Regions from separate parts of the Macaca mulatta genome. Here region 2 is linked to region 1. A link is a contact called in public Hi-C data. All regions are on one chromosome and are shown on one strand. Each heading gives the region's core, a stretch centred on a gene start, on an enhancer-like site or on the middle of the called end of the contact. The rest is flanking DNA. Distances are from core to core; before and after follow the strand shown. Region 1 holds the start of IDNK (IDNK gluconokinase). Region 2 holds the start of UBQLN1 (ubiquilin 1).

Evidence for each region. Hi-C and Micro-C count contacts between places; a contact is called where the count stands out from the background.
Region 2: a Hi-C map of liver shows a contact between it and region 1, with 3 times the contacts expected there. The contact joins the promoter of UBQLN1 here to the promoter of IDNK in region 1. A contact is called at or near these places in 4 of 14 Hi-C or Micro-C datasets (blood, cortical neurons, fetal cortical plate and 1 more).

The regions. Positions count from the first base shown.
Region 1 is chr15:114,548,707-114,552,163 of T2T-MMU8v2.0, reverse strand. IDNK (IDNK gluconokinase) reads right to left here and starts at 1,894. Exons shown (of 5, transcript XM_028835291.2): 1 at 1,829-1,894. All of the region lies in intron 1 of LOC144334738 (a long non-coding RNA gene), which reads left to right.
Region 2 is chr15:114,633,848-114,637,304 of T2T-MMU8v2.0, reverse strand. UBQLN1 (ubiquilin 1) reads left to right here and starts at 1,797. Exons shown (of 10, transcript XM_015118003.3): 1 at 1,797-2,238. The coding sequence starts at 2,059. It also overlaps the pseudogene LOC114672828.

The DNA.
Region 1 (3,457 bases), core at 645-3,144:
TCCTGCCCTTTGCTCAGCTATCCACATGGCGGACTCCTCAAGTCTTGCAGGTCTTTGCTCAAACGCCACTCCCCCAGAGGAGCCTTCCCTGACCACTCTGCCTGGCACCCTATGTTCTGCTTACTCCAGAGCATCTCACCAGTTCACACACTACATATATTCATTTACTCTGTCTCCCATACCAGAATGTAAATCCTTTGAGGGCAGGGATTTTATCTGTCCTGTTCACTATATGACAATGACATAGAGGAAGGATTGAGCTCAATAATTACTGAGTACATGAATATCACAAGCTATACATCATAGGGATTAGACCCCCCTCAACTGATCCAAGACTCAGAAGGGTACATGAATTACCCAAGCTCACACAGCCAGACAGCAACAGAACCAAGACCTAGGGCTGTCCACTCCTGTTACATCACACGATGGCAATGATTTTACATTCTCCAACTGATTCAAATCATATGGCAGCTAGGGATTTGGGGCTCCATGTTTTATTTCAATTTCAGTTCAAGATTTCTTATCTTTGTCGCTAAGAACCCTACAGCAATTTTGGAAAGCAAAACCCATCTACCTGGAGTAAGTCTTTACACCTGACTACACGGGCCACAACATGGGCCGTTCCTGATTCAGAAAATTCTAGAAGGGTCCTATAGGCCCTTGAAGGTTATAATGTTTTAGGTGATCAAGTTCTATCCTTTGCTGCCTGTGGTCGAATGCTGCAGCAGCTGTCTTTTCTGATAAAGGGCACAGTTAGACTTTGGTTTAAACAGGAAGCCAAATGTTAACTCCTCAGTCTCCAAATTAGCACACTGGGCTACCTATGTGGTTTCCACAATTCTCTCCTTTCTTTCCAAACCTTCAGGAGCTACCCTCCATATTAACGCTGTCTCCTTCCAGGTTAAGCTGATGAAAGGAAGGGGAAAACGATTCACTTTACAAAATCGAATCGGAGAAGTCCAGGGCCTCACAGGAGGAGGCCGCTGTGTGTTCAGATGGCCAAAGGTCCGTGAGAGCCTGGGCCGTGGTTTGCGTCCTCTCGCTAGAGGCCGTGCACCCTCCCGCCTAGCCCCGACGAGGCGCCCGGAAACCGAGCCCAGCGCCGCTCGCTAGGCCTCCACTGCGCGGCCCTGCAGCCGCCTCTTCAGGAGCGGCTTCCTCCCTGAGCATGCGGTCGCTGCAGCCTCCCTGTCTTAGAGCGGGAACCCTGGGCTCGGATGCGGTCCCAGGATGGGCGCTCTGCTAGCAGGCTGGTGGGCGGGGAGAGTGCGCGCAGCCGCGGGCCTCGGTTTCTTCATCCGCAAAGGGAAGGGTGGGGGGTCCCCACGACCCCATTTCACCGGCAGGGACGGCGACACGTCCGGCCTCCGCCGCGCCCGCAACGTCTCTCCCGGGCGCCCCCCGCCCTCTCCCGGACCTACTTCCCCGAGCCGCTCACGCCCATCACCAGCAACGCGCCCGGCGCCGCCATGACCCGAGCCTGGCTCCTTTCAGTCACCTTCCGGGCCCCGCCGTCCCCGGCCTTCCCGGCGCCCGAGGGGCGGAGCCGCTCCCGCCCAGGCAGGGCGAGTGAGGGCTGTGCCCCTCTGCGCTCCCCCGGTTTCCCCGCGCCCCTTTTCCATGCTTTCCGCCTCCCTTTCCCAACCTCCCCATCTCTCTCTCCTGCCCCTTCTTTTCCTCTCCCCTCCCCTCCCTCTTTCCTCTTCCCGGAAGTGAAGCGCGCGCCCGGCCTGGCACTGGCGTCTCCCTGGGCTGCCCATAGTCGCCCAAAGCCCCGCCACCTGTCTTCCTACTGTCCTGGCCCCTCTTGGTTCCAGAAGAGCCTCACCCTGGCAGGCCGGATCGTCATCCACCCATGGAAAGCATTCATTCATTCATTTATAAAAATGTTTTATAGAAAGAATAAACGGAAAATAAGACTCATACTTTCCCACACCAGGCAGCATAAGCAGCACTTCCTAAAACGACACCCCTTTCCCCGCGCCCCCGCGTAGGTAGATGGGTATGAATATTTTGTAAAACTGGGATCAGGCCGTACACAGCGTTTTGTAATCTGGCCTTTTGTCACAATAATAAATGGCGGCCATCTTTTGGTGTCAAACTTAAGGTTGAGGGTTGACCACAGCAGCGTATGTCATGGCTGTGTGGCTCTGCTATTAAATCCAGCTCTTGTTGGGACTTTAAGAGGACGGAGCTCCACTTTAAAGTGTCCATTTGCTTTAAAACAATGTGTTAATTATGTGTCGTTTGAACTATTTGATTAAAAGCACTTCTAACCGCATTTAGCATCACCTCCTTTGGTCTTTTGCATTTGGCATCACCTCCTTTGGTCTTTTGTTAACCAAGGTCGTAGGTATTACTCTGTGTCCTAGAAAACAATAAAAGTGACATAAAAGCATTTATCTAATGAATAGTTCAATTACTCCTGCACTGCCTTTGTTTTTCATATACTTAGCTTGAGTAGATGAGATTTCAATCTGGATGGGGGCTGTACAGATGAAGAAATTGAGGCTTGGAGAGAAGGTCTTACAACTCAGTTATGGTCAATACTCATTTCTTGAACATCTACCATGTGCTGGTAATATTAATATGCATTTAAAAGATTACACTCTCGGCATTCTCAAGCTTGATAAGAGGAATAGATGTGTATGCAAATACTCTAACTTGTGTCCTGCTTCTCTAGCTCAGTATGAAAAAAAAAAATCTCATATTTCTTTCATTGTTCAAATCAGAATTATTAGCAGAAAATCTGGTTCTTCTCCTTGGATTTCTTTCCCAAGACATGTCCAAGGATCTTAAACTTGCTGTGCTGCTCAGGGTGGCGGCAGGAAACAGCATGCTCAAATTGGGGCAGGTGAACAGAATTTAACAAAGGGACTATTTGTAGAGATGTGGGTAGGGTCAGAAAAAGCAACTAGGGGCAGAGTCCGGATCTGAGTAACTGAGAAGTGTTTTCACTCTTAAATAGAAAGGGGCTGATGAGAGGGAGCCTTTATATGAGAAGGGAAGAGAATGGAAAGAAAGAGACAGAGAGAATAGACCATATAGAAAGAAGTATCTGACAGGACTGTAGCCTTAGGAAGAGAGACAGACATTCCTTGTTGACCCAGCAGAAAAATAATCAGGAGAATAAATAGCCTCTCCTCCCCTCCTCTTGCACTGTGATCTGCTAGTGGCCAAACCCCACCCGTCAAACCCAATTGGAAGGTGGAGAGCTAGGGAGTCCATTGGTGCCCATGCATGCCAATTTCCTGGGCTCAGAGCAGGGAAGAGAACGGTGGAGATTGTATCTGGAGGGACCAATGAAAGATACCCAGCACACCAGTGTCAGTGAAACCCTGTGCCTGCTTCCAGGACAGCAGAACTTCAGAGGTGCCCCTAAGAGCTGAATCCCACATTTTTTGCTTTCCAAAGAGTGCCACCTGCTGGTCCTGGTTGTCTTGGTGCTTCCCAGCTG
Region 2 (3,457 bases), core at 548-3,047, 85 kb before region 1:
CAGTATCTTCTTACAGGTAAATCTTATTACCTTATAATGTCACACACATCAAACATTTTTAGACAATGTAGACACAGATAATTGCAAAGTCCATAAATGCATGGAGACACACACACACACACACACACACACACACACACACACGGTATTTGCTGGAGAATCAAGAGAAAAACCGTCAAGTCTTCCTGGAGCATGTGATATAGGATGCATAGAAGTTAGACAGGTGAAGGCAAGGAGAAAGTCATTCTAGGTAGAGGAAGGCAGCTTAGGCAAAGCGTGCAGGTAAGACACAGCATGACAGGGAAAAACAGGTAATGAGGAGCTGATGAAGTTGAGGAGAAATTTTATTTAGACATATGGAAGAAATTCCAAATGATTGATTGTCCAGTTGTGGCACTTTCTATCTTGAGAAGCAGTGATTACCTCACACCTAGACATAACCAAGTAGTCATCCTTCATTAAGCAGAAGGCCTTGTTATTTGAGCCACGCTGCCAGAAATTTAGGTGATATCAAATGATGTCTATCCTGAAATCGATACCCTCAGAATTCTCTTAGACCCAGATTCCATATAGCTCTGCTAAAAAGTCGTGTTTATGTAACAGTATTTATTCTGAGAACAGGGTTGGACGGCTTAGGAGCAGAAATGCAAAATGTATCTTTGCGGATTTGGGTCACCATGGGCTGTCAGGATTTAAATTGTGCAACACTGATTAATATAGTTAATGTGCTGGTTTGTACTTTCCTTGCAAGTCATCTTTAAAACCAAATGATATAATTTCAAATTCGGATTCTCAGAGATAATTTATTTCTATCTGTATTACACTGAAAATAATTTTGGAACTATCTTTAATGCCACTTAAAGCCTGACATTGAGCAGTAACTTGATAGAATAGAAAGTGAACACCTCAGCTATATTACATTGTCCCAGTTGGGTGGACACTCCTCGGGCACCCTGTTCCGCCCTACACACTGTAGGAAATCGAGTTCACAGAGAATCGGGGGGCGCTCGCGCACAGCTGTCATCGCAGCAGCAGAGGCCACTGTCAATACAGGTCGCCTGATTGATCGTCTGACCAAACAGGGCTAACCCGAGGGCGGTAAATAAGTTCTGGCCACGAAGCAATGACTCCGCGGGATTGCGCAGGGCAGTCACAGGCGTTTACTCCATTTTCTGTTTGTTGTGCTGTGGACCTTTCCGCCATTAACTTATCCCAACTCCCCCGCATAGGGCAATACCAGCCCTCCAAATATGAAACGCTAAGCATATTAAAATAACAACAAAATACCTCGCCGCTATTTTATCACCAGACCCTCCTCCCAGCGGGGAACGCAGAGTAGGCAGAGAGGCAAGGCAGGGCAAGGCGACTGTGACAGCGCGGAGGGCTGAGCATTGCCCAGCCGGGAATGAAGTAAGGTGGGGAGATTACCTGGACCGCGAGCGCGCAGGCGCATCCGCGGTCGCAGGGCCCACTGGTCCCTTTCTAGTAATTTCGCTAACCTTGACGTCATCTCGGTGCGCCGTTACAGCGCTTAACTGGAAACTGCAATTTAGTTTTTGGTGAAGGGAACGGAAAAAAACCATGAACTGAGCTGCCCCGCCCCATTTTGCTTTTAGTCCTTCACACTGGCTTCGCCTACACTTTGGGCAATGGAGCGGGAAAGGAAAAGGCACGTAGGCTGAGCTCAAAGCGGCGCCAGCCAGGGATGACTCGGCGACGCCGCCAGGCGCGTTACCCGGCGTGCTCCGCGCGGCGCCGGCGAAGGGACGTGGGGGAAGGGGCAGGGAGGAGGAAGCGGTGGCTGCTGCGGATGTCGATGTGAGCGAGCGGCGCCTGAACACACGGCGACTGCCGAGCGCCTGACCCGGGCCTGCGCCAGAGCCTGCACCGAGCTCCGAGGCCCCACACCCGCTAGGGTGGCCCTGCGCCCGTTGCTAGTGAGGCGGCGTGCTCTGCATTCTTCGCTGTCCAGGCCTGTCGGCTTTGGTGTCTGCTGGCTCCTCCTTGCTCGCCTGCTCACTCCTGCTTGCCTGAGTCACCGCCGCCGCCGCTGCAGCCATGGCCGAGAGTGGTGAAAGCGGCGGTCCTCCGGGCTCCCAGGATAGCGCTGCCGGAGCCGAAGGTGCTGGCGTCCCCGCGGCCGCTGCCTCCGCGGAGCCCAAAATCATGAAAGTCACCGTGAAGACACCGAAGGAAAAGGAGGAATTCGCCGTGCCCGAGAATAGCTCCGTCCAGCAGGTGAGGTCGCCTGGTGCTCGGGCCGGGATGGGGGTGGCGGCAGGACCTCCGCCCGCCGCGCCAAGAGACCTTTTGGGAAGGACCTGGGAGAGGGGTCATCCTCCCAGGTGCCCTCGGCCATTCTCCCGGGCGTCGTCCCAAATTAGATCACACCCAAGTTAGTGGGTTTGCGCTTTGGGACACCGCAGTGGTTTGTGGCGTGGCGGCGCGGCCTGTTTGTGGGACGGGCCGATGCCGCTTTTCTCGGAGCCTTCTTTCCCTGGCATCCGCCGACCCTCAGCCTCCTCCCCCAGTTCCCCGCCCTCCGTCGCCTCCCCTCCAATTCCTCACAAAGGAAAGGGACCCACCGCTAGGCTCCGGGCGGGGTGGAGGCTGGGCGGGGGCGAGGGTTCGCTTTAGCTCAGGCTGCGGTTTTGCTTTATGAATTAAAAAAGGGGTTGGGTGGGATCCTCGTTGTTTTACGTGCCTGCTTGTTAAGATAGGTTTTGGGGTGAGGTGCACGTGTATATTTAGTTCTGCATTTTAACTCCTGAAATCTTTCCCACCTTGCAACCTTTTTAAAAAAATTATGACGTAGAAACCGATTTTAGCTCCATCTTAAGTAATAGTAATAGTACTAGGTTTAAGGAGAAAAGTGAATGACTTTCTTTCATTGATGACTTGCTCTTTCCCTTTTAGTATGTTTATCATCTCTTAGATGCCAGTCATTGGGTAGGTTTTTGTTTGATTTTAGAGAGGCGATAGCGATGTTGATATTAGCTGTTGCAGCCAAATAAAAGAAAATTGGAGTTAATGGAGAATATTACTTAAACTTCGTTCAGGAATACAAATCTTGCAGTTAATTAAGATCCTTGGTGGAATTTAACAAATAATTTTAGTGTATTGTTGAATACGTCGTATTTTCCATGATTATTGACTTAATCTCTGAAGATCGCACACAACGTGAACAGTTTGTGACAGGAAACAATCAACAATTCCTGAAATGTACCTATCAGAGTCCCCAGGGACTGTAGGGGATTGGGATATTGGTTTAGCGAGTTCCAAAGGTAGTGTGTTTTGTGAGGCAGTGAGGTGTGTAACATCGAATGAGAGAAACTTTTACCATCAACGGAATTTATCACTCTTTTTTTTTTTTTTTTTTTGGTCTCCTACTGCCTGTAAAAATGTTCCTTACCGTTTTTGTATTTTCAAGCATACAGAAAGTTGAAAGAACTGGGCA